3 separate regions of the Gossypium arboreum genome follow, and regions 1 and 3 are each linked to region 2. The links are chromatin contacts, called in public Hi-C maps. All regions are on one chromosome and are shown on one strand. Each heading gives the region's core, a stretch centred on a gene start, on an enhancer-like site or on the middle of the called end of the contact. The rest is flanking DNA. Distances are from core to core; before and after follow the strand shown.

What was found. Hi-C and Micro-C count contacts between places; a contact is called where the count stands out from the background.
Region 1: a contact with region 2 is called in a Hi-C map of leaf, with 5 times the contacts expected there. The contact joins the promoter of LOC108480835 here to the promoter of LOC108483596 in region 2. A contact is called at or near these places in 2 of 5 Hi-C or Micro-C datasets (both in leaf).
Region 3: a contact with region 2 is called in a Hi-C map of leaf, with 5 times the contacts expected there. The contact joins the promoter of LOC108480122 here to the promoter of LOC108483596 in region 2. A contact is called at or near these places in 2 of 5 Hi-C or Micro-C datasets (both in leaf).

What each region holds. Positions count from the first base shown.
Region 1 is chr1:85,438,434-85,442,618 of ASM2569848v2, forward strand. LOC108480835 (NADPH--cytochrome P450 reductase-like) reads left to right here and starts at 2,431. Exons shown (of 18, transcript XM_017783957.2): 1 at 2,431-2,938; 2 at 3,716-3,775; 3 at 3,875-3,951; 4 at 4,057-4,114. The coding sequence starts at 2,636. LOC108482215 (protein ECERIFERUM 2-like) reads left to right here. Exons shown (of 2, transcript XM_017785328.2): 2 at 507-1,496. The coding sequence ends at 1,370.
Region 2 is chr1:85,661,739-85,666,085 of ASM2569848v2, forward strand. It overlaps LOC108483596, which reads left to right and starts at 1,366. Exons shown (of 6, transcript XM_017787079.2): 1 at 1,366-1,811; 2 at 1,925-2,117; 3 at 2,557-2,643; 4 at 3,022-3,408. The coding sequence starts at 1,741.
Region 3 is chr1:85,905,166-85,909,342 of ASM2569848v2, forward strand. LOC108480122 (argininosuccinate lyase, chloroplastic) reads left to right here and starts at 2,382. Exons shown (of 6, transcript XM_017783004.2): 1 at 2,382-2,844; 2 at 3,045-3,425; 3 at 4,077-4,177. The coding sequence starts at 2,518.

The DNA of each region.
Region 1 (4,185 bases), core at 1,181-3,680, 220 kb before region 2:
ATCTAACCATCACTTCATTCATAAATACTAATTACTTTTAATTTAAACAAATATAATCATTATTTTAAATTTTAATAAAACAATATATTATAAATGATAGAATTATGTATTAATATGTTATTTTAATTAATATCATTTATAAAATAATTATACTCTTTTTTAGTTTAAACATTACATTAATAATATTTTTATCATTTTTACTAAGAAAGTGTAAATAGAAAACCACATGCATAATTAAATTATAAATTTTCATTTGTTGTTTTCAGTAATATTATTAGTAAAATAATTATAGTTACTTCTTAATTTTTAATTTAAACATTATATTATATTTATTTAAAAAGATAGAAAAATCTATTAAGAAATTAAAATTAAATAAGTTGATCACATTATACTTTATGTTGAATTATTCATAATATTTAGGCATGTGAATTTAGTAATGTAATGGTTGAATTTGTTTTTTAGATTTATAAAATATTTTTTTGACAAAATAAAAATATTTGTTTTAGTTCACACGGTTCAAATGTGGGGGCGTCTCGGTAGGACTCAGCTGGGCTCATGTATTGGGAGATGCATTTTCAGCCTCAAATTTCCTTAATTTATGGGGACAAATCATGGCGGGAAAACAAGTTCCGTTGCAGCCTAACAGTCCTGCTCACAACATATCCCAATTCCCAACTTCTATTTCCAGGAAACCATTTTCCTTGAAAAAAGTTGACCCTGTTGGTGACTACTGGTTAACTCCCAATAACTCTAAAATGGGAACTCACTCTTTTCGCATCACTGCCAAACAACTTCATTATTACATCACAACATATTGTATTCATGACCCGAATAAAATCTCGGATTTCGAAATTATTTCGGCTATGATATGGCAATCATTATCGAAAGCCAGAGAGGATTCAGGTCCGAACATCGTTACAATTTGTTCAAACAATTCTGCCAATAAAATGGCGATGTTGCCGAGTAATGGCATGACACTGAGCACGGTGGAAGCTGATTTTTGTGTTTCGAGGGTGGAAATAGCGGAATTAGCAAAGCTGATAGCTGAAAAAAAGATGGATGAGAGTGGATTGATAGGAGAGTTGATAAAGGGGGACGAAGTAAGATCAGATTTTATAGTGTATGGAGCAAATTTGACATTTGTAAACTTGGAAGGAATGAATGTGTATGGAATAGAAATGAAGGGATTGAAACCAGTGTGTGCGAATTATATGGTGAATGGAGTTGGAGAAGAAGGAACAGTGGTGGTTCTTCCTAGTAATGAAAAAGATGGTGGGAATAATGGGAAGATGGTCACCATCACCTTGCCTCAACATCTATTGCTAAAGCTTAACAATGTACTTCAAATTGATTGGAATATTGTTATTTAATTTAAATATTTTCTCATTTCATTTCTTGTAATGCATGCGTGGGTTATCGTGTCTGTAAGAGAATAATGAATGTATGGTGGCTCTGTTGTTATATATGAATAACATTCTCATTATCATATTTAAAAATTTTCAGATTCATAATTATATATTTATGTTATATTTGCATCATAAAAATTGTAACAGTGAATAAAACTTAAAAAAGGCAAAAAGGAAAGCAATAAAAAGCGGAAAACAGCAGAAGAAATGCCGAGCAAAAGACAACCTTTTAATTTGTTCTTTTTTCTCCGCTTATGTCAACCCATGCGTTACATTTTGTATTAGGAGAAATTGGTAGACAGCACAAAAAGAAGTAGAAAAAAAAATTAAAAATCGCTTATTAAAAAAATTATTACATTAGTTTTTGAAAGCCTTTTTTTCCGTTTCCTCCCTCTCTCCCCGCGAATACGATAGTATAAATTGAAGGAAATAAATAGGTTAAAATATGCTGATAGTCCCTATACTTGTGTAGAATTTAATATTTAGTTCCTTTACTTTAAAATTTAAAAATTAAGTCCTCTTACTTTTGTTTAAAATTTTTGGTCCAATCAATGAAATCATCGGTGTTTTCTAGTAAAACTTATCAACTTGTAATTTTGATTAGTCTATCCTCGTATGTGATATATGATTGACAAAAAATAAACATGATAAATTGATCAATTTTGTCAAAAATTACCAATGACAATAATGATTGGACTATGATTTTAAATTAAAAATTAAGATGATTAAATATTTCACTTGACTACATTTGGTTGAAATATTATTTTTAAGCGTAGTTTAATATATGAGTTAACAATAAACGATACAGTTTGTATTATTTAGCTACTCCCACGACTAATTTTTAGCAAAGGGAAAATTTTTGTTTATTTTGGAGATATCTACTCATCTTTCTAATTTTGAGTTTAAAATTGTACTAACTATTCTTTTATTTAATGTCTAACTATTTCAATATATAAACAATAAATAAACTTTTTCAATCTCAAATACTATAAAAGTACAGGGACTAACTACATATTTTAACCAAAAAAATATAACGGACGAACCCTCTTTTCTTTTTCAATCCCCTCTAGTTTAGGTGGTCAAGCCTTTGTCGTTTTGGGTTACTCTCCCACTACAAATACTCACTGAACTCACCCTTCTTCCCTAGCTCTGATCAACCCTCTTCTACCTTTTACTTTGATTTTCATTTTAAATTGTTTTCTTTTTGTGTTTGTGTTTCAGTGTTGAAGATGAGTTCGAGCTCGGGTTTGGTGAGTTTTGTTGAGTCTGTATTGGGAATGTCGTTGGGGGGTTCGGTGACGGATTCTATGCTAATGATAGCAACAACGTCGTTGGCGGTGATTCTGGTGTTCTTGATTTTTCTCTGGAAAAATTTAGCCTCTCAACGAAGCCCTGATGTTAAGCTTTTGGTTGCTTCTAAGCCTGTTTCACTCAAGGTTGATGAAGATGATGACGCCCTTGTCGCTTCCGGTAAAAAAAAAGTCACCATTTTTTACGGCACCCAGACGGGAACTGCTGAGGGATTTGCTAAGGTAGTAGATAAAACTTTTCAAGTTTTGATTTTTTTTTTTTGGTGCCATTCAAGTTTTGATTTTGATTGCTGAATATGATGATTTGAATGTTGACTACTTAACTGAAATGGAACCTTTTTTACTGATATTATTAGGATGAAAATTTATGTTAATGTTGCTTATCAAGCATATTCTTTTTTAATCACTAGTTTGTTGTGGAAAATTTGAGTTGCTCCTATAATCAGTGCATGATGCAGATCAAGATTATGAAGTTGCAAGGAGATGAACGGACTGTTCCTTTTGAAGTCATATTTCATGAAATATTTAGTGTTTTAGGGACTATTTGAAGTTCACTATGCCATTCATATGCTTTCCAAGATTCGGATAATTTAGCTGTAGATTTAGTTGTAATAAATTGTTTTATTCGATGCTAAGTCGTTATGTCCGTTGCTTTCATCATTCCGAGCTCAAACAAACCAGGGCATAACTATAGATGGAAACGTGGCGGATATAATTTGCTAAGTCGTTATGTCCGGTGCATTTGTCATTCTGAGCTCAAAGAAACAAGGACATAACTATAGATGGAAATGTGGCGGATATAATTCTTGTTATTAAATCTTCGTTATTAATTGTTTTGTCGTTTATAGCGGATAATTTGGCTACGTGCGGAGTTGTTTTTCTTCTATTACTTGTCGTTACACTCAGCCGCAATCGATGTGTGCTTGGCACGTATGTTTGGAAAAGATGTCCGTTTTTAGTTAACGGTTCATGTGTTGATTTGTGGATTTCCTGTTGTAGGCTTTGGCTGAAGAGATCAAGGCAAGATATGAGAAAGCAGCAGTCAAAGCTGTTGACCTGGTATGTATAGGGAATTACTTGTTACCTTGTTTTTGTACTGAGAATTTTTTTCTCTTGGTATTTACGATTATATTCATCACATTGTGTGTTTTATGTTAGGATGATTATGCTGTTGATGATGAAGAGTATGAAGAGAAGCTTAAAAAGGAGACTTTGGCTTTTTTCATGGTGGCCACGTAAGATAGATTCTCAGTTTTACTGAAGCTATTCTTGGTTGTGTATTTGTTTCTGCGTTATGTAAAGTATGGGGTATTTTAACATAGTTGAGCATGACATTGTAGTTATGGAGACGGGGAGCCAACCGATAACTCTGCTAGATTTTACAAATGGTTTACTGAGGTTGGTGGCTACCTCAAAAGAACATTCAAATAGACTTTGTACTGTGCCAGCATTCAACCGATAACACTTGC
Region 2 (4,347 bases), core at 116-2,615:
CTAATCGAACATAGGCCTACCGTAGGGTACATTTAATCTGAATTAGGCTACATATTTTGATATATGATGATTTGATAATGAATAACCTGTTAATTGTACTTATATTCGATGTGATATCTGTTAATTGAGTCTGATCTGTATTATCTGAATATGATCTGAATCGGGATAATTGTATATACATTACTGGTATATGATAATTCTGTATCTGCATTGGCTTGGGATTTGTGTAAAGGAGGAACTGCGGGCAGTTTAAAAATTTATCGTTTCTGATGGCTAAACCACGTATATATATCTAATTCTGACAATCTATCGCATTCTGATCTGGCAGCTAGACTACAAATATTTTGAAACGTGACATATTGTCAATATGCGGTATGTAGGGATGTATAAAGATGATGTGTAACAAATGAGGGGTAGGATTCTGCATCTATAATTGATATGTTCTGTATTTGCAATTGATATGTTCTGTATCCGATTTTGATTCTAATATCTGACCAAAAAAAGATCTGGAAGTATGATTGAGATTGTTTTTACTCATGTGGTTACATAAGTTACACACTAAGCCATTAGCTCATTTAGACTGTTTTTGAATTTCAGGTAACCCCTAGACTTAAGCGGGTCGGCGTATCGGGAGCTTGGTCATTTCGCTTAATCATTTTACCACGTTATCTGGAATTACACTGTTACTAATTTCTAGGATTGTTATTTTTTTAAGACTAGATTTTATGGTTTGTTTATTATCGTTTAAATGTTTTTGGATCGTTTGAATTCTTAATTATTAAAAGTTGGATTTTTCATAAGTAGTTTAATTAAACTTTCCAGATTTGGCTATAATGTCTAGGCCGATTTTAGGGTGTTTCAACCTCTATTATCAACCCCTTTAAATTTGCTTCACCATTAAAGTTGAAAAGTGTCGCTTTTGAAAAGTTTGGTAGTGTTTATTATTACTATTAAAATTTATTTTTATAAAAATAAAATATTTATTTTAGACATGATATTATAAAATAGAAGATATATTGATCTTCTTTAACCGAGTAATAAAATAATTTCAATGAAAATGACATTTACAAAAGCTAAAAGCTAAAAAAAAATTAGTTTTAAGCTTAGGTTAAAATCCATATTTAAATACGTGGTTTTGTTTGAAAAGTTTATTGTTTATTATTATTTATTTGAAATCATTATTCAAAATCATTATTTTTGGTTTGTGATCAGTAAAAATATAGGTTTATTGGGATATTTTGATGGATAGAAAAACTAAAGTATTCAAATTAAAAAAATAGGAGGGGAGTAATTTGAATAAGTCTAGATAGTAGAGGGCATTATCGTCAGAAAAAACTCCAGCCCAGCCTGCGTCCGTAGTTTAAGGAATGGCATCGATGGCATTATACCCAAAATACCGCAATCTCTTTTTAGTTTGTATTTTATGGAGATGTAAATTAAACTTGAAGAAAACAAAGATCCCTCTCCCGACGAGATTTCCGTTTCTTTCTGCGCAAGAACCTTGTCAGGCGCGTCCTCTCCACGCTCTTCAACGGCTTCAATCACTTCTATACACGCCTATCCTTTTCTTCTTCTTCTTCTCCTTCTTCTTCCCTCTCTCCCTCTCTGTCTCTTTCTGCTTTCAAAGGGTTTTAGTAGGTGCTTTCCCTTTTTCTTAAACCCTACCTAGGGTTTTCACAAACTCCCAATTCAACTTCTTTTTCCTTTAATTACCCTGCAATTTTCCACCAATCAACAACTATGATTCAAAATACCAAGAAACAGAGAAAAGGTTCAATTAGTGAGGAAGATATCTCTACTCTTTTACAAAGGTCCCGCCTCCTTTTATTCGGTTTTCCTTTATTTTCATTACTTTTTATCTTGACTTCGTTCTGTTTTGCTAATATTAGGGTTCTTTTTTTTATATTATTTTTGGTGTGGGCAGGTATACAGCAACTACTGTTTTGGCACTGTTGCAAGAAGTTGCGCAATTTCCTGGGGTAAAGTTGGATTGGAATGCTTTAATCAAGAAGACTTCTACTGGCATTTCGAATGCGAGAGAGTACCAGATGTTGTGGCGCCATTTGGCCTACAGAGACGTTTTACTTGAAAAATTGGAAGATGGGGCCGCTCCCTTGGTCAGTTTTCTAGTTTTGTGTTTTTCTTTGGTATAATATGTTGCTATCTTTTGGCAATGTCTAATTTAAAAGATTTGTTGAAGTTGTTTAGCTACTGCCTATGATGTTTGTTGAAATGTAGTTTGGCAATTGCTGTTAAAAGAAAACACTTCCTTAAATTAATATACTATTTCAATATGATGTAAATCTTTTCTTTGTATTGGAATACTTTTCCTTAATTGAGGGTGTATATCCTTCCAGATATTCTAACTTATAGCCTGCCAATCTGCTATAGTCTTGGTTTGACTTTGGATTTGGGAGATCTTATAATATTTTGTCCACTGATCCAAGGGCTAAAGTTGTGGTTGCTAATTTATAAATTAGTCCTTTTGGTTGAAGGACAAGTGTTCTTGATAGTTTTTATGGCTGTAGTCCGGTTATTTAACTTCTTATTTTGCAGGATGATGACAGCGACTTAGAATATGAATTGGAACCTTGCCCTTCTGTTAGTAGTGAAACTTCAGCAGAAGCTGCTGCATGTGTGAAGGTAAGTAAATTATTTGTTATTCCCATAAAACTATCGTTTTACCTTTTAGGATGGAAATAGTAATGGTAGTTTAGAAACCATAGATGACATGTTAGAAAGTTAATACCAAAGTTAGTATCTCTTGCCAGTAGCATAGTTGGTTCTGCTTCTAATGGTTGGAATATTAGGAAAGCAAATACTTAAACCGTATGTATCGACTAAGTGATATTAGTAGAAGATACTTTTGACCAAATCTGGTTAGTAGGTAACCTGTAATCTCAATGAAAGATGAATAGTTTTGGCTGTCTGACTACCTTCTCTTCCAATTTTCCAAACTGGTTTTATCTTGTTGCTCATTTCATTTCCTTGCAAGTAAAATCAGATGGTTAATCTTGTCAGGTACTGATTGCTTCTGGCTTGCCAAATGACTCAAGTCTTGCAAATAGCTCAATGGTGGATGCTCCATTAACAATAAATATACCTAATGCGAGGTCATTTAGAGTGTCTTCCGAAAATTTGCAGCCCACTTGCTCAATGCCAGGGACGAACATTACTGTTCCAGTTTCTGTTCAGAAAAAGATTCTACCTTCAGTGACATTGGCTGAAACAATGGAAGGAAATGGACCAGCTGGTGCAAACCTGCCTGCTCGCAGGAAAAGAAAACCTTGGTCAGAAGCAGAGGATTTGGAACTTATTGCGGCTGTGCAGAAATGCGGTGTTGGGAATTGGGCAAACATCTTACGAGGAGACTTCAAGGGAGATAGGACTGCTTCACAGTTGGCTCAGGTTTAACTAAACTGACTTGTTTATTTTATAGATGTGTCCTTCAATCTCATCAATCCTGCTATTTATGCATTATATAGATGCAAATGCACCAGTCCTTTTGTATACGGCTGCAATTAAATTCACTGAAGGTATAATATAGTCTAGTTATGTATGTGTTGCTTGAGGACTGGGAGTTATTAGAATTCAATTAAAGCATCTAGTAGATGTGAAAGTAGTAGGGTCACTGAGCTCTCCTGCTGTTTTATGCTAAATTGGATCTTCTTAGGATGTGAAAGTTATGTTTTGGTTGATTGTGTAAGTATGTATGGAGTATGTGATAGAAAAAACTCAATTGCTCTCATTTTTAGTACATATGTTTTTTCTCTCTTTAGTTTTGTATTATGATTTGCTTGTGTGGCTGTGTTGCTTCTTGGAACATTAATGATAAATAGAACAAGATATAAGTGTATTTTTCTCCTCACTTAAGTTTGGTATGATGCTTTCTCCTCTCTATCATTTATCTTTTGACCCAAGAAAAACTTTTGTATTGGTTCTGGAATATTCATGATATAAAGAACAATTTATATGTATATCTCTTCAAAGAAAATTTATAAAAAAAAAAAAAAACAAAAAAGGAATTTATGGGAAAATTTGAAGATTTCTTCTGTTTAGTTTTTGCCAAAAAAATTTATGATTCTAATAATTTATCTTGATAACTTATTTTGGAACTAATATTCATTTCTCGAGTTAGAAAGTTGTTTTTCTTGTCATTTATATTTTTTCCTATTTGAATTTTTGTATCACAATGTCACTACAGTAAGATTGTTTATTTACAATGGAATAATATACAAAGTCAAAAGGCCTCATTGAATACAAAAATAGATTTATGGCTACACAGACCATTAAGGATAATTCTAGATCTGGTCCAAGACGAATGGTTCTAGGGGATGTTTTGCAACT
Region 3 (4,177 bases), core at 1,132-3,631, 240 kb after region 2:
TATATATATATATATATATATATATATATTGATTCATTTTCAATAAAATCATATAATAACATTCAATTTAATCAACATTATACATAGTACAGTTCACACGAACTTACTTGGTTAAATTGCAGAAATGTCAAAGTACAGAAGCATTTTGGTAATTTTTCATTCTCCTCGATTTCCCATCCGATCTTGATCTAAATTAATAATTTTATTAAATCTATTAATTTAGATAGTAAAAAAATGTATTTATTCAATTTAGTCCCTGAGCCCAAAACATGCAAATTAACCATTTTTACCCAAACTTTAGCCTAGCCTAATACTTTTGGCATCCAATGCAGCCCATTTATGCAACAATTTTACAATAAATCCTTATATTTTTATTATTTTAACAATTTAGTCCCTAATCAAGAAATTAATCAAAAAGCACTTAATAAAATACTTTTAAATAACAACTAATATCTCAAATTCATCATTTAACATCTAAAATCACAAGGTTCATCAATGACAACATTCAAAATCTTTAACAGGTTCAAAATTGAAGGTACGGGCTAACTGGACCTAGTTGCAACGATCTCAAAAACATCAAAATTATTAAAAACAAGCAAGATTTACCTCTTAAATGGAAGAACCCTAGTTGGCCAAACTTGTTTCTCCTTTAAAAATGGTGTTTTCGGTTCTCTTGCATAAGTAAAGAAGATGATAGCTTTTTAAATTCTATGATCTTTTATTTTTCATTAACATAATTACAAATTTACAACATTAACCTTTAAAATACACTTATAATATCACTAACACACATCCATAACTGTCCATCACATAAATATATGACATAATTACCATCTAAGGAAGGTTTAATTGCACAATTGGTCCTTCAATTAAATTAAATTCTAACTAAATAAACTTATTTACAATTTAATTCTAAACTAATTAGGAATAAAAGAGTCAATAATCCAAAAGCTAGATGATTTAATCAGGTCACCACCGCTTGGAATCTTTGACCATGGGTTAATTACCATTTTGGTCCTTTTTGCATTTTAAAATTATAGTGATTAACTTTTGCATCCTTTACGATTTAGTCCTTTTTAATTAATTAACTATCGAAACATTAAAATTTTTCAACAGAACTTTAATACCACCTTAAATACACTCTGAAAATATTTATAAAAATATTTATGGCTCAGTTTATAGAAATGAGGTCTCGATACCTCATTTTCGAAAGCCACTTGATCTTAGGGTCTTACCACTTGAACTTAATAAATCACTTATATAACATAAATTATCAAATCAAAAACCTTTTTAAAATCACATTTGACTCGTAAATATTAAATACATACTCGTCAAATTTGGTGGCCTCGAAACCACTGTTTTCGACACCACTAAAAAACAGGTTGTTATAGCCTGGGCCCAGCCTAAGCTAAATTTGCAAAAATAAAAGAAATATTGTTTTCTTGCTGTTTTTTCACTGTTTTGTTGCCATTTCACTATTATATTGCTACTATTTTGTTGTCATTGTTTGGATATTGTATAAATTTTATTTTATTATTAATTTTTCTACTTTTTTAGAGGCATTTGCTTGTTAAGTTGCACCTATGTTAGTGTTATTTAATTATAAATATTTATTAAATTTATTTTTAATTTGTTGGGATATATTTATTTTAATGTTTTAGTGTTTTGATGTATTATATTTTTAAAATATATATAAAATATAAAAAAATTAATACAACCAAAGCTAGACTAAGCTCTAGTTTTAGCATTATTATCCGGGATAGACTAGAGCTGATGCTTCAAAATGCTTTTTGATGCTTAAATCAGTGGACTGAAGAAAAGAGTTTAATATAAGGTAAACAAGTTAGAGAATAAGAGGTTATACTTGAGGTCAATTCATATTTTTTAGATGGAGTGGTATTCTTAGTCATAAAGTTCATGAAGACCTTTTTTCCGAGTGAATGACTTTGATTTATGTAAAATCTTCTTTTGTTTTAATGAGGGAAAGGTTATGTCTTATTTTTTCCATGTTTCATAATGATATTAGCTATTTATACTTCGCATCTAAAAGAGTATGAGCTCATACGAGTTTTTAATTTATTAGAATTTATGTTTTGTGAATTTTTTATAAAGACTTATTTTATAGGTTTGAGCTCATTTTTATAGATAAATATGTAAAAATCTTAAAATTATATTTAAAATAACCTTTAATTAATTAGTATATATTTATATTTAAATTTAATTGTGAAATTTAAAATTGAATTATCAATTTATTAAAAAATATTAAGTTGGAGGATTACATCCACAGAGCTTGAGTTGTAGTCCATTATCTCCAAAAAATAAGTCCATCAGCCCAAAAGCAAGACCCGACACATTCGATCCTAAACTAGGCCTATTACAGTTCGACCCGACAGGCCCGACACAGTTGCAAAAAAGAAAACACCCTAAACCCTCCTTGCTTGCTAGTGCTAACGAAGTGGCAAAGGTAAAAGCAAGCAAGGCGCACTAGAATCTCTCTTTTTTATCTTCCCTTCTTTAATGGAATCCTTACATTCTTCTTCTTTGCAAACACCATTTTTTTCCTCCCAATCGACTGTCCTCTCCAACAAATCCGTGTCTAACCCAAGAACCATATCCCCATTGATGCATCGAGTCAAGTCAAGGTTCGAACCATTGCGGTGCACCACGAGTCACTCATCTGAAACAGAAGCAAAACCAAAGGAGACAAAGCTTTGGGGTGGGAGATTCGAAGATAGTGTGACTGATATCGTTGAGAAGTTTACTGAGTCTATCTCGTTTGATAAACAGTTGTATAAGCATGATATTATGGGAAGTAAAGCCCATGCTTCTATGCTTGCTGAACAGGTCCTTTTTTTTTTCTCCTCTTGCATTTATTGTTTTTAGAGTGTTTTTAATGAGTTTATGGCTTGTCAGAATTTGGGTAATATTGTACTTTTTAGAATTGCAGAACCCAATTTCTGATCATTTGTCTTGTATAATGGTATTTTGCTAATTTGCTCCAGCTAATTCAAATGCATGTGGGTTTTTATCATTTTTGCTTGCAGGGTTTGATTAGCTTTAGTGATAGGGATAGTATTCTGAAAGGTCTAGATGAAATAGAGAGACGCATTGAAGCTGGTGAATTTGTGTGGAGGACTGACAGGGAAGATGTCCACATGAACATTGAAGCTGCACTGACAGATTTGGTTGGTGAGCCTGCAAAGAAACTCCACACTGCTCGAAGCCGAAATGATCAAGTTTTGACTGATTTCCGCCTGTGGTGTCGTGATGCTATAGACAGGATTATTAGTAGCATTAGACATCTCCAAGTTGCTTTGGTGAAGTTGGCTCTAAATAATGAGGGTCTCATCATTCCTGGTTATACACATTTACAGAGGGCACAACCTGTTTTACTTCAACATCTTCTTCTAGCATATGTGGAGCAGGTTTGAATCATTTCATTCATAAGCTATTCTAGATCAAACCGAACATCCATGTATGTTATATATATGATTATTATGTAGTGAACTAGCACTGAGTTTTCCAACTCCAGAAGCAGGGTTAAAAAACCGTCACGTGTCTCCTATATATGTCAAAATAAAGCGGTTGCTTTATTGGTTAATTGGAAAACTTTGTTCTTGAACTTTTAGAACTTAGAAAGAAGCTTATCTGATTAATATTTCTAATAGAAAAATGACTAAGTTTGAAAGCATAACACATTCATGGTGGGCGGCTTACTCCCATGTTGGGCGGCTTACTCCCCTAAAGGTAAATAAAAGTAGGAAATAAAGGAACCTGGGTAACCTACGATTGTGATTATAAATGGTTAGTGGTTATGATCAAGTCAACATAATATCTGAAGTCTTTGAATATTGGAATCCACATGATGTGGTGTACTCATCAACTTATAAACAAATTAATAATTGTTATATCCCTGAGAAGGCCTTGTGTTTTTTCTTAAAGAAAAAAAAAATTGTTCTTATATATAATAATTGAGAAAAAAAATGCAGATGGTTAATTCTGATTTCTAATTTTTTCATGATGATATGTTTTATTATTTGCCTCTAGGATCACTAACTGAACCTTTTTGGTTGTAGCTTGACCGTGATGCTGGCCGTTTACTAGATTGTAGAGCTAGGTTGAATTTCTGCCCTCTAGGTGCATGTGCACTAGCTGGGACTGGCTTGCCAATTGATAG